Regions from separate parts of the Sus scrofa genome. Here region 1 is linked to region 2. Evidence: chromatin contacts called from public HiChIP or PLAC-seq data. All regions are on one chromosome and are shown on one strand. Each heading gives the region's core, a stretch centred on a gene start, on an enhancer-like site or on the middle of the called end of the contact. The rest is flanking DNA. Distances are from core to core; before and after follow the strand shown. Region 1 overlaps IRS1 (insulin receptor substrate 1). Region 2 overlaps LOC102164493 (a long non-coding RNA gene).

Region 1 (6,627 bases), core at 1,276-3,775, 130 kb after region 2:
TATCTTTGAAACTTTGAATGCTTCTTGTCCAATAGAGTTTTTCAAAACAACCTTCCAAAATAATAAATTAAAACTAAACTTGAGTGTGGTCCACTTAGCTTCTTTGGCACAGCCGTGATCATGATTTTGCCCACGAAACCCTCTACTCTGCTTGCTTTTTTTTCCTGAGAGTACTTACCACAATCTGAAATAACGTTATCTGTTGACTGTCTGTGTGTCCCCCTTGGATATAAACTCCTTGAAGGCAGAAACTAAGTCTTATTCCTGGGTTTATTCCCAGCACCCAAAACCATGGCTGGCATTAAAAATATGGGAGCAACAAATAAATGAACAGTTAAATCTGCCACACAAACACACAGAAGGACCACATATAAATGTGAATATGATCTATGTAACCTATTTTATATGCATATAAATATAAAGTAGACAAAGCATTATACACATACACATGTAATATAGCACCGGGGAAAAGCATCCACCTAGAAATGATACACTGGGGTCCTTTGCGGACACTACCACAAACCAGCTGTATCATCTTGAGCAAGTTTATTTATCCATATCTATAAAATGAACGTTTTATGCTTTATCATCTTTAAGGACACTGACAGCCCTAATATTTTTCTTAATAAAGTCGAGAGACTCATACAAGGTTTTACATAATCTACATGGAAAACCAAATAGCAAAACAACTAAAATTCTAGCTCTTGACCCCTGGGTAATTATAAATCATTAACTAATCATTGTCACTAACTACCTACAAAACTGTCATACAGTTGTACATCTCTTCCAACCTATCCCTTTGCTCTCATTTTTTCTCTATTTTCTTTTTCCTTGACCAATGGAACCAAATGCTCTGAATTTTGGAATACAAAAATTCAGTATTTTTGCACCAAACAAGCCCCTGAAATGGCTGTTCTGGATAGCTCACTAATGCTATGCACTTGAGCATGGGAAGGGCACTTTGCTGTAAACTCCTCTGTAGCCACGTGGACCCTACTGTCCTTATCCTTCCCCCAAACCTTGACAAACACAAGACCAAGAATGAGCTAAATACTCTCCTATTTACAAACAAAAAAAAACATGGTGGAGCTTCCGTTGTGGCTCAGCAGAAACAAATCTGACTAGCATCCATGAGGACGCAGGTTCAATCCCTGGCCTCGATCAGTGGGTTAAGAATCCAGTGTTGCCGGGAGCTGTGGTGTAGGTCGCAGACGTGGCTCGGATCTGACGCTGCTGTGGCTGTGGCGTCGGCTGGTGGCTGCAGCTCCGATTAGACCCCTAGCCTGGGAATCCCCATATGCCGAGGGGGCTGCCCTAAAAAGCAAAAAACAAAACAAAGAAAACAAACACGGTAATCTTTAAAATCACAACACAGCCAGTACTACCATTCATTTTCAGACAGCAAGAGGAAAAGAGCATTCTTGTAGCTAGCTTTCACTCTCCATGGCCTCTTTTCTTTAAGACTAGTAAACTGCACCATTTAGACCAACCTTCAAGAGTTAATCCAGTTCCTTCGCTAAGTAGGTGAGTCATGCTTCCTGTTCCCCATCTCACAAAGGCCACCCTTCTGCCCAGCACAGCACACAACACCAGATCTTTCTGGCAAAGGGTGCAGAGACTCAAGAGCAGAGATATTTATAAACAAGACTTTTTGTGGAAGAAAACCTTCAGTGCCACCCAGTAATACTTGTATTTTCCATACTTAGTGTATAATTAAATCCATGAGAACTATAAAATGCAGGTTAACATGCCTTTTTTTTATATCTAATAAATACATTTCACTCTTTAATCCTGATTTATACCTTCAGCTTATAATTTAGCCCACGTGTAGAACTTTGGTTTTTTTTTTCCCTACATCAACCCAGTTTCTTAAGACTCTTAACAGTGCAACACACTCACACTTCATGAAACAAGTATTGGAACTAGAGAGTCAATGGCCATGCCCCCTTTTGGTCAGGTCCATCACAGTACACTCATCCAGCCAAGAAGTCCGAGGAAGCTGAGTGAGTTTGCAAAGTATGTTAATAAGGAAGCAACATAAACTAAGAGGACCCTTGAGTGAAAGGGGGCGTGGTGCCGTCTAAACTCACCACAGCAAACCCTAGGCTCGAAAGGCAACTCAATGTTTACAACTGTACTTTTACTGGGGCCTTAGAACAACACTGTAAGATAGATGGGGCGAATATCACTACCTCCAATTTTAAGGACCAGAAAATCAGATCAAAGAATGCTGGATCCCAGGAAGGGGCAGAAGTAGGAATAAAAGTCACATCTCCTCTTTTCTTGTCTATTCATTCTCCTCCTACCATATCATTTGACCTCTCACGTACAATGGCCAGCCTGGAAAAATGATGCTGGTAAATTCACCCCAGACCCTTCAACTTGTACCCCCTACTCCCCTTTTTTTAATCCTCTTATAGGAGCTGATTACATGAAAAGAAATCAGGAAAGCAGAACTGAAACTTAAAGCTTATTCCACTGATAAGGATACTTATACAGGAAGCAATAAATTACCATTGCTTCCTGTTTTCAAGTATTCTTATCTGTAGGACACTACATTTTTTTCCACCACAGAATCTCACATTTAGGACACTTCCCGAAATAGAATCTTCTGATCTTCAGCTGTCAGCTGAAGTTGTTTCATAAATAGCCCAGCATATGTACTCCGGAGGCTTGCTAACACTCTAAATGCAAATATAGTCCAGTCACACCAATTCCTCTTAGGCTCTGGTGACAATTGAGAACGTACAAAATCCAGCAGCCCCAGAAATTCTATGGAGGAGCCCACGAATGTCTGTAGTCAATGACCTGTAGAACTCTATTGGGACATTTCTGGAAATTTTGAAATAAAAGCCATGAGCTTTTATATATATATATATATCTCCCTACATTTAATATATGGTTCATAAAGAACCTACGATTTGTTTCAGGTCAGTTAATTTTTAAATAGTTTTACAAACAGCTTTTATCCAAAGATTCATTTTGGTGAAAAGAATAAGCATAAAGAAACCCCTGGGTCCTGTATTTTAAACAACTTTTCCAGAGGCTTTGCTAGTCAACAAGTACAGACAGCAAACGTGATTATAAGGGAATGAGTTTGAAAAATTGCTCATGTAACCCAAGGTTAAATACATGGAGACGCACACACATACGGAGGTATAAAAATGCCTAACTCTAATCTTTATGATCTAGTATGTCAGGAATTCTATTGCCAGAATTACACAACAAGCTGAGACCATTTCAGAGAGAAAGAGGGAAAAAAAAAAAAAAATCAATGTCTGTGTTTTAAAGGGGAAAAAAAAGGGACTGCAGGGAATGGGACCATGAGGCATAAATGGCCTGGGATTTTATCATCTGTCTTTTGTGTCCTGGTAACCAAACAAAACATCTGTGCCTGTATGGCCCCCTTATCACTCCCTCCTCTAATAACCTGCCCTACACTCACCCCAGGTGGGTAAGAAGGGATTTTACCTGTGTTGATGGAAGCTTAAGAGAAGAGTCTTAAGGTTGATCTCACTTTGAATATAATAAAAAATATGGTTGAGTGTCTTTTGGGTTTCTTTGCATTAAAAAAAATTTTTTTATTATGATTGATTTACAGTGTTCCATCAATTTCTGCTGTACAGCAAAGTGACCCAGTCATATACATATGTACATTCTTTTGAGTGTTGACTCTATAAATATGCTCTTCAAGCCCCTTTAAGCCAATTGCCAAGAAGCTGCCTTTTTCACACAAAGGTGATAAACACAGATTCACACAGAGGGGCCCCTTTATGAGCCTGGGAATAATTCCGAAGTCCAGGAAGGAAACCGCTGTCCCCAGACTACAGATCCAAACAGGCAGGAGGGCCTGATCAGTTCCATATTCCCAGGGGATGCCCAGAATGGCTGATGACCAAATTCACAGGAACTTGATTAACCTGATTCTCTAAGAAACAATGATTATAAGGAAAAAAGAGGTGGAATTTTATAAATAGCTATTGTAAGACAATATTATAAAATAATTTTTAAAAAAGACTACCAGTAGAAGGATTCAAATAACTCTGTTTAAAAAAAAAAAAAGAAAAATCCGTATAGCTAGGTCCTTGAAGGAAGAGAGCTTAAGAAGGTTCTGATCAGAGTGGCTCCAAGATGATGCAAAAATCTATGTTCTGCTGTCATGGATCAAATAAACGCTGATACAGAGAAGATTATCATGGGAAGAACTGGACAAATTAGGAAGCAAATCTCCTGGGTTGGTCTGAAACACTACTCCAGAATGTTGGCCAATTCAGGGCAGGAAAAAGATCTGGAATACTTTAGAGGTTTTGGAAAGAACCGCAAAATTGTTTGAAAGTTTGAGAAATCCGAGTGATGACTAAAACCTGATGATGGTTAATATTAAGGGAAAACTGAGCGCTGACTTCACAAAGGTCTTCGAACACAGGGAGCGAAACATCCCATAAGAGGTCAGGGGGCTGGATAAACAAACTGTGGTACATCCATACAGCAGAACACTACTCGGCAAAGAAGAGAAATGAACTACCAAGCCATTACAAAAAGGGCTTGGATGAATCTTAAGAGCAGACTTCTCAGTAAAAGAAGCCAGTCTGAGAAACGGATGGACTGTGTGAGTCCAATCATAGAACATTCTGGAAAAGGCAAAAACCCGACAGAGATGATAAACAGAGCAGTGGTTTATCCCCAGAGGTTGGGGAGAGGGAGGAGGTTTGAATAGGGAAGTACAGGAAATTGTTAAGGGAGTGAAACTATTTACATGATATTACAATGGTAAATAAGACCATAAAGGTTTGTCAAAACTTAAAACTTTATGGCAAAAATAGTAAACCTTAAGTGTATGAAAAAACATTTTTTTTTTCCCACAGGTAGACTGCAGAATGTAACTGAAGCATCTAAATGTTTATAGATGTGTATGTACATAGATTAGTACACACACAGGTAGGCCTTGCTCTGGCAACTCAGAGGGCAAAGGAGAGCAAAAACTACATCTAGCGCCCAGATCTTGGTTTCTGATTCTCCAATAAAAGGAACCAGGGCTCCTTGGAGGAATGGATGATGCTAAGACTGGGGGAGGAAATAAAATAAGATGATCATGGGAGTTCCCGTCGTGGCTCAGCAGTTACCCAACCCGACTAGGATCCAAGAGGATGTGGGTTCAATCCCTGGCCTTGGTGAGTTAAGGATCAAGGGTTGCTGTGAGCTGTGGTGTAGGTCACGGACTCGGCTCAGATCTGGCCTTGCTGTGGCTGTGGCTGTGGCTGTGGCATAGGCCAGCAGCTGTAGCTCCGATTGGACCCCTAGCCTGGGAACCTCCATATGCCTCAGGGGCAACCCTAAAAAGCAAATAAATAAATAAATAAATAAGATGGTCACGGAATATCTCATAATAACAGAAAGTAAGGAAATGCATTTTAAAAATAGTACTGAGTTTAAAATGAATGATAAAACAAGTTTAGGTAATTATGAAAATATTCATGAATTCTGCTCTCTAAATGGTTTCCAAACACCTGCAAATTGCCTGGCCACTTTGAAGAACCACCAATTTTAGTTGATGAATTATTGATTTGTTTAATAGAAAAGCTGGATGATGCAAATTTTCTTTTAGAGGCAACGAACTCCACAATTAAATTTCAGCAAATGAATACATATTATATTTGAAACTCAGAAAGTCATATTCGGTTTCATGAGAACTGTGTGATCACTTAAGAAACACTTTACATTTATGGCTATTTTTTCCCAAGAATTTCTGTTTAAATTCATTTCCAGTTTTACTTCCTCTTTTAGCAAACTCATTAATAACAGTACCAAGGTTGGTTACGATTTCCTGTTTCATCTTCTGCGCATTTAAATGTATTCATTGTGTTTTATTTTTCATTTGTTTTTAGAACCTTACTATACCTTAGAGGAGTTTTTTTTTTTTAACTACGTAAATTTAAATCTTCTGACAAAAATATCATTTATATCTTCAACTTAAAAAAAAAAAAAAGAGGCCATCACTTGTCACCACTACTAAAATCAGAATGAGGGGAATAATCTCATATTTCCACTAGAACCACTAGAAAAACTTAACCTCAAAATGGTAGGATTTAATTTTTTGCTGTATGGATACAACAGGAACATACCTGCAGATTCGTATTAAATTACACAGTAATATCAAAATAAAAGCATTTTTTTAAAAGAGTAGTTCCAAAACGTAAGGTTACAAAGGGGACAAGTGGGAGTCCGGGGGGATAGACTGAGGGTTTGGGATTGGCATATGCACACTAAGGTATATGGCATAATTGGCCAACAGGGACTGCTGTATAGCACAGAGAACTCTGCCCAGTATTCTCTGATCATCTGTGTGGGAAAAGAATCTGAAAGAGAATGGATGCATTTACATGCACAACTGAATCACTTTGTTGTACGGCAGAAATTAACACAACATTGTAATTAAGTGATACTTAATAAAACAAAAAAATATAAAGAGTCGTTTAAGACATTGGTTTTTCTCCCAAACATTTTGGATAAATGTAGAGAAGAGTAAACATTACATGTTTCCGAGAGAATTTTCAAACAAAACTTCAAAAAATGACCCATCACCCGTTTCGCCTAACAGTCTTCGAAAGAAACTTCTTAACACCCAGG
Region 2 (6,660 bases), core at 1,406-3,905:
GAACCTCCATATGCCAAGGGAGTGGCCCAAGAAATGGCAAAAAGACAAAAAGACAAAAAGACAAAAAAAATAAATAAATAAATAAACCAACCTCCTGTGACTTCCTCGCTGGTTCATTATAGGAATGTAATTTTTAGGGAGTTTCCTTGTGTGGTAGCTGGTAGCAGGTTAGGGATCCGGTGTTTTCATTGCAGCTGCAGCGAGGGTTTGATCCCTGGCCTGGGAACTTCCACGTGCTGAGGGCATGTCCTCCCGCCCCCCAAAAAGAAAAATTTTTTCTTTAAATAAAATTGTTCAAAAAGTGTTTTGAAGGCTCTGTTTATGTTAATATACAAATGAAAGATAACATTTGAAAAGAAAAACAGGGCCGGGCTGGAGTTTAACTAGTTAATATACATCCACACTGTTCCCCTACATCCTGGGTAGGGGGGGTTGGGACCTCTGGAGAGAACTAGCTGCAGGGCTACTCCTGATCCTTCTGTTCCTCCCCACCTGGTCTCTCTTCCAGTCTCCTCTTTAAACCCAGCCCCGGCCCTTCAGCTGCTCAGATGAACTGTCTCTGATGAGCTCATGCACATGCACAGCTTCAATTCTCTGTTGACCCAAAGTTATGCCTCCAGCCCAGATGTCTCTGAGCTCCAGACTCATATATCTGCCTGCCTAGTGGAGATTTCCACTTGGACCTGTCGAAAGCCTGTCCAGAAGCTCACTATTTTCTTTCTCTTTCAAAGAGCATGCCTGTCTCCATTGTCCCTGCCCTCTGCTCTTTACACAATAACCCTGCTCTCTCCAAGGTCCTTGGCCCTGTCCCCCGACTCCCTCCCTCCAGCACCGCCTCCTTCTCTTTGCTACCTTAGACTATAACTTAAAGGGAAGGAGATTGAAAGGTGATGCTTCCTTTATGCTTGTCCTGTTCCCACGTGGTTGAATGTTGTTCATTTCTCTTTTTCCTTTTCTTCTTCTTCTTTTTTTTTTTTTTTTTTTTTTTTTTTTTTGGTTTTCTTAGGGCAGCACCTGCAGCATAAGGAAGTTCCCGGGTTAGGGGTCCCATCAGAGCTGCAGCTGTAGTCTACACCAAAGCCACCACAAAACCGTATCTGACCTACACCACAGCTTGGGGCAATGCATGGTCCCCTAACCCACGGAGCAAGGCCAGGGATGGAACCTGCATCCTCACGGAGACTGCGATGGTTTCTTAACTAAGCCACAACGGGAACTACAAGGATGTTGTTCATTTCTGATTCACGCATTCGACTGATCTCTTTTGTCTCTGTAAAGAAAATAATGTTGGGATCTATATAGACAGGTGTTTTCCTAACAAGAGTCCCTGAAATATTATTTCCAAGATTAAGAAAAAAAGAAAAAAAAAAAAACTTTTAGGCAGCCTGCCTTTCTGGGTATATATTGTTATAAACTGACAAAGTCCCTGAGGGATGTGGAATAAACTCACCAGGAGAGAGTTTCTGGGTGAGCCCTAACTCTTTCAGCTTTCAGTTGGGTCAGAACAGTTGCACCAGGAACCCCTGCACCTGTGTCACTTTGCAAGAGGTGATCTGCATGCCAGCAGGTCTGAGGCTAAGACGTGGATGGAGCAGGTACCAGAGAATCTGAAAGAAGGAAGGAGTCAGGGAGTGAGGAGGCCAGAAGAAAAGGTGTGGAATCTGCCTCCCACCCCACCCTCCGGACACCCGCCTCTGGCCCCCAGCTTGAGCCTCTGTGGAGAGAAGGCAGCTAAGGAAGCCAGGCGTGGGGGACGCTGTTAAACTCTGAGCACGGGGAGGGCCTGAAACTAAGGAAGAAAACAGTTTTTCCACCCCCTCCTCGGACCCTAGTTTCTGCTACAAATGGCAGCACAATCTGGCCCCTGAGCCCAGAGAAGCAGTCTTCCCAGGGGTGGGTCCAGCCAGAGGTCCCTAGAGGAATTGTTACAGGCCCAGGAAGGACACGCACCCATGACAAGGAAGGGCACTTTCTGGGGTGGGGGCTGTTAACATTTTCTAGGAGCTTCTGATGATAGAACTGCTGTCCTTGGGGTCTTCCGGTGCCTGTAATTCCACCTAGAAGCTGGGGAGCTCCAGGCATCCTGACCCCTTTGTATGTTAAGAAACCTTCTGGTTTCCTCTTCTTTTTTCCCCCAGGCCATACTCACCCCACCCATCTGGTCCCTCCAGAGGAATCAGCTCTAAGAAGGGCGTAGCTGGCCTGCGGGGCCTTTCTTATTTTAATTCAAGAGACTCAGTGGGTGGCAGAGTCAAGGCCCCCCCCACACCCACACACCGGGCGGTTACTGGTTGTGAAACTAGGCCTGTAAAACGGATGGTCAGACTCGGGTTGGGGGTTTTGCTAGTTTAGGGAGTTCCCGGTGTCTTAAATCACCCAGAATTGTTTACTGCAAAAGGCAGCCGTTTAATCTAAAACACAGACAGGCATAACTGCAGCCTTGCGCGTCTCCGCAGGTCTTGGCCGAGCCCATCTCTTACATCCTAAGCACTCTGAGTACCAAGTGACCTGAATGGCTCCAAGCCAAACAGTAATGTTTCCTTTCGCTGTTGTTGAGAAAGGCATTCAGGAAAAAAATTGAGCGCAATGAGGGCCTTCCTGTTCCGGCCTGTGGGCAGGCAGGCGTGTGAACCACCCAGCAAACGTGGAGTGAGTCATGCTAGCAAACAGGGAGCTTCCTTCGCCTTTGTCAAAGTCTCTCTGGAGGCCGCCGCAGGCAGGCTGCCCCACTGCCAATGCTCCAGGAGCCAAGCATCTTTAGAATCCATTCCTCCTACCTCACCAGGCACCAGGGGTTTCCTTGCTAACCACAGTCAGTGCTGATGCAGGGAAATGTCCCCAGCATGTTTTGCTTGGGAAAGGCCTTGACCTTACGTTTCCCTGCAGCCTAAAGTCACTTCTGCAAAGGAACTTGCAGAACCCCACTGGAGTTGCTCTAAGAAGATGCAGCATGTCTAAGTTTCATGGGCTTTTCATTACGTGGGTACACATGGTACCTCAGCTGTGGTCTAACACATACGGGGCTAATTGCAGGCCAGCCAGTGGTAGCTGCCCATGGAGGGCCAATAGCTGATGGAACTCTAATAAAACTAGTTGTATACAGAATTAATTACAATGAAGCCACACCTTACAATATAGTATGACCTTTAATTTTCCAGGCAATACAACTTAAATACTAAGAGTTGCACTGACATGTCCTGGATGCTTAAAAAATGCCTGGAGGGATATGGAATAGCCAATAGTTGGCTGGTAGTAGTAAAGGCAATTCCCTCTCTCTCTCCATCTCCTTACTTCCCCTCTCCCTCTCCCCAACCTCTAGAATTATTCTTTCTATGAATGGAAAAAAATATTCCATTTTATTCCTCCATGAATCCAAAGTTCCAAAAGATCTTTCTGAGTACAGTCCAATAGAGATGATAAACCTGACATCATTCCCTGTTCTAGGAGTGACTCCTTAACCAAATGTCCCTTAACCAAAAGTTAAACCAATTGATATTAAGTTTTAAAGCCTCATAGGACATGCCACCCCAAATATGCCACTTTGGTAACAGCACTTGAAAACAGCAAATGCAAAATTTCTGCACTTTTTCCTGTGTCTTGATGGTTTATTATTTTGATGCAAATGTGAGTTTGTAGTCCCATGAGAGTAAATAAATGAATTTTCTTTTTTGTTCAAAAAAAAAACCACAAGCAAACAAACAAACAAACAAACAAAACCCAGCACCTGAAAACAGCAAACGCAAGGAGGAGCTTTCTCTGGATTTTCCTTATCTGCCTCAAGACAGAGCTTCCAAAAGGAACTCAACTGTAAATCCCTTCCCCAGGAGTTTCATCAACCAGGGAAGATGGACTCATCACAGGAGGGGAGACTAGAAGTTGACATCACACCCAAACTTTGTCACAAACTCTCATGTCTCCCATCTATTTCTCGAAAAGCCCATTTCACTTTTTAAAAAATCGCTGAGATAGTATTTAAGCCTGAATTCTAAGCCGCTTCTTTGAGATACTCACTTTTCCTTGGACATCTCCCATGTATACGTAAGGTCTACATGTTAATAATTTTTTCTTATTAATCTGTCTTTTTTTTTTTTTGAGCCCTACTAATCATTTAGCCAAGGAATACCAAATCTGAGCAGACAGGGTTTTTGTTTTCGTTTTTTGTTTCTGCCTCCTTGTTTATTTATTTTATTTTATTTTTTTTTGTCTATTCTAAGGCTGCACCCACGGTTTGTGGAGGTTCCCAGGCTAGGGGTCTAATCGGAGCTGTAGCTGCCGGCCTACACCACAGCTCACAGCAATGCCGGATCCGTAACCCACTGAGCGAGGCCAGGGATCAAACCCACAACCTCATGGTTCCTCATCGGATTCGATTACCACTGAGCCACGATGGGAACTCCTAATCTGTCTTTAACTACAGAGGTCTTAGCTAAGAACTCCGAAGTGTAAAGGGAAAATTGTTTTCCCCTCCTACAGTTTTAAGTATCCCCTGTGCCTATGCACATAGAGTTGCCACTAGCTGTTCATGTTTTGATAAAATAAAATTTAAAAAAGAGATTCTGTAGTACTTTACTTAATACTGTAGAGTGTTTTGAAATGGTCATGAGTTTTTGTTTTTTTGTCTCTTCCAGGGCCACTTCCCACGGCATATGGAGGTTCCCAGGCTAGGGGTCTAATCAGAGCTGTAGCCACCAGCCTACACCAGAGCCGCAGCAACGCGGGACTGGAGCTGTATCTGTGACCTACACCACAGCTCACGGCAACGCTGGATCCTTAACCCACTGAGCAAGGCCAGGGATCAAACTCGCAACCTCATGGTTCCTAGTTGGATTCGTTAACCACTGCACAAGGATAGAAACTCCGGTCGTGAGTTTTGAGTCTAACAAAACTATATTTAGGCCCGATCTGTTCCATTTCCTAGCTATGCCACCTGAACATTTGACTCCTCTGGGCCTCAATTTCCTCATCTGAAAATGGGGATAATAACAGTGCCTGCTTCACAGGGTTGTTGGGAGGACTAAATGAGATGATTAATACAGATCATTTTATTTAGTGTCTTGCCCAGTTCTCATCATCATCTAATCAAATTGTCATTGGATTAATTTTTTTCACTGGAAGTCTAATGAGCTGGGCTTGGCTGAGCCGAAAGCATAATGTAAACCCCTTGGAAAGGCTGAGCATCACTCTTCTGCCAAAATAAAACTAGACGTCTAAAGGGGGTGGATGTTTCTGATGAAGGATAGGAGTGATTCGTCAATCAAAAAGCAGTATTTTTTTTCAATCATAATAGAAAATATTTTAAAAATGTGTGCACTGGGGGGAGGCAGCAAAGCCCCTGGATTTTTCCAACAAATTTGTTAATCATTTCAATTGAGACATAGTTCCTAGAAATTTACATATTTAGTCCTCCAGAACCTTCACCTGAACATGGAAATATTCACTGTGTTACACTAAAATATCTGCCAGATTTGTACACTAGCTGGGTTCGGTTTATCATTAGAGGACAATCTAGGATACACGTTCTCTTTCCTCTACATGAAAGAGTCTTAAAAAAACACAACGTTGTTCCACCAAATACATTCAAAAATCCACTCTTGTAGGGCAGGTGGCAGCCACTCGTTCACCTGGACCAGTCAATACTCTTGTTGGAAGTTCCCCTGTGGCACAGCAAAGTAAGGATCCAGTGTTGCTGTAGCTGTGGTGCAGGTCGCACCTGTGGCACGGGTTCAAGCCCTGACCCAGGAATTTCCACATGCCAAGGATATGGCCAAAAAAGAAAGAAAACTTACGTTAAACTGAGCTATTCTGAAAAATCTCAGAAGTACCTCAAGTTGGAGTGGATCTCATTTCTGAGTCACAATCTACATCCCTGAGACTCAGCTCTGATCTCAAGAGTTTCATGAAAGAAAACATTTCTACAAAGCCAACAAACCCCAAACTTGAGCAAGATTTCAGCCTTGTGGCCAGAAAATTCAGAGCGATTCAGGTTAATAGAGCCAACATTTTTACTAATGGTCTTCTTGGTGGGCACAGTTCATTTTTGGCTCTGTCAAGTCTTTTAGAAACTGAACCACAGGAATAGCACAGATGCTGAGTAAATCAGATACTTCCTGTGGTTTGCACTTCAAAGGCAGCCACAAATTCTTAAGGTATGATTCATAGTCATCAAAATCTATGAATCTTCTCTGAAATTATTCTTTCACTTCCACTAAATACCTTATAATTCTTCAGATAAGTGACCCCACTGAGATCAAGGAAATTATGAATAGGAAATTTCAATAGGAAAAGAATGTAGTTGTCACCTGCTTAGGCCACTTGGCCTGTTAAAACCTGCATTCGCCGCTTGAACAAGAATAAGAAAGAAGCCAGGGCCCACGCCTTCTTAAACACTTAAGGGGTCCATGGAACACCTATTTACACAGTCATTCAAAGCCTAGTGTCTCATGTCATGTAAGTTTCTATGCTAAAATTGGAAGGTTCTACCAAACTACTAAACTCTATTCTAATACATATGTCAGTTTTGAGCATTTAGGGACTATACTCTATGAGAAATATTCTAGGTCGAAGAAACCTATTAATTTCACCAACAGAAATAGCCTATTTAATCCTTTGCTCCAAAACAGGAAGGGACAAAATGCTCAGCAAGTCAATATCAGTAATTCT

What was found. HiChIP or PLAC-seq counts read pairs in DNA pulled down with a chosen protein or histone mark.
Region 1: a contact with region 2 is called in an H3K27ac HiChIP or PLAC-seq map of alveolar macrophages. The contact joins two enhancer-like sites. A contact is called at or near these places in 1 of 47 Hi-C or Micro-C datasets (fibroblasts) and 2 of 2 datasets of contacts at active chromatin or transcription factors (alveolar macrophages and skeletal muscle).

Annotation. Positions count from the first base shown.
Region 1 is chr15:128,281,861-128,288,487 of Sscrofa11.1, forward strand. All of the region lies in intron 1 of IRS1 (insulin receptor substrate 1), which reads right to left. Among named protein-coding and RNA genes, the nearest start is that of IRS1, 22 kb to the right of the region's middle. Within about 2 kb of position 2,526, at least 13 of the 83 cell types and tissues checked have an H3K27ac peak or open chromatin away from gene starts, as enhancers often do. A contact at or near this core is called in alveolar macrophages, where this site is marked.
Region 2 is chr15:128,152,481-128,159,140 of Sscrofa11.1, forward strand. It overlaps LOC102164493 (a long non-coding RNA gene), which reads right to left. Exons shown (of 5, transcript XR_001301648.2): 4 at 1,451-1,607. Among named protein-coding and RNA genes, the nearest start is that of IRS1, 150 kb to the right of the region's middle. Within about 2 kb of position 2,656, at least 25 of the 83 cell types and tissues checked have an H3K27ac peak or open chromatin away from gene starts, as enhancers often do. A contact at or near this core is called in alveolar macrophages, where this site is marked.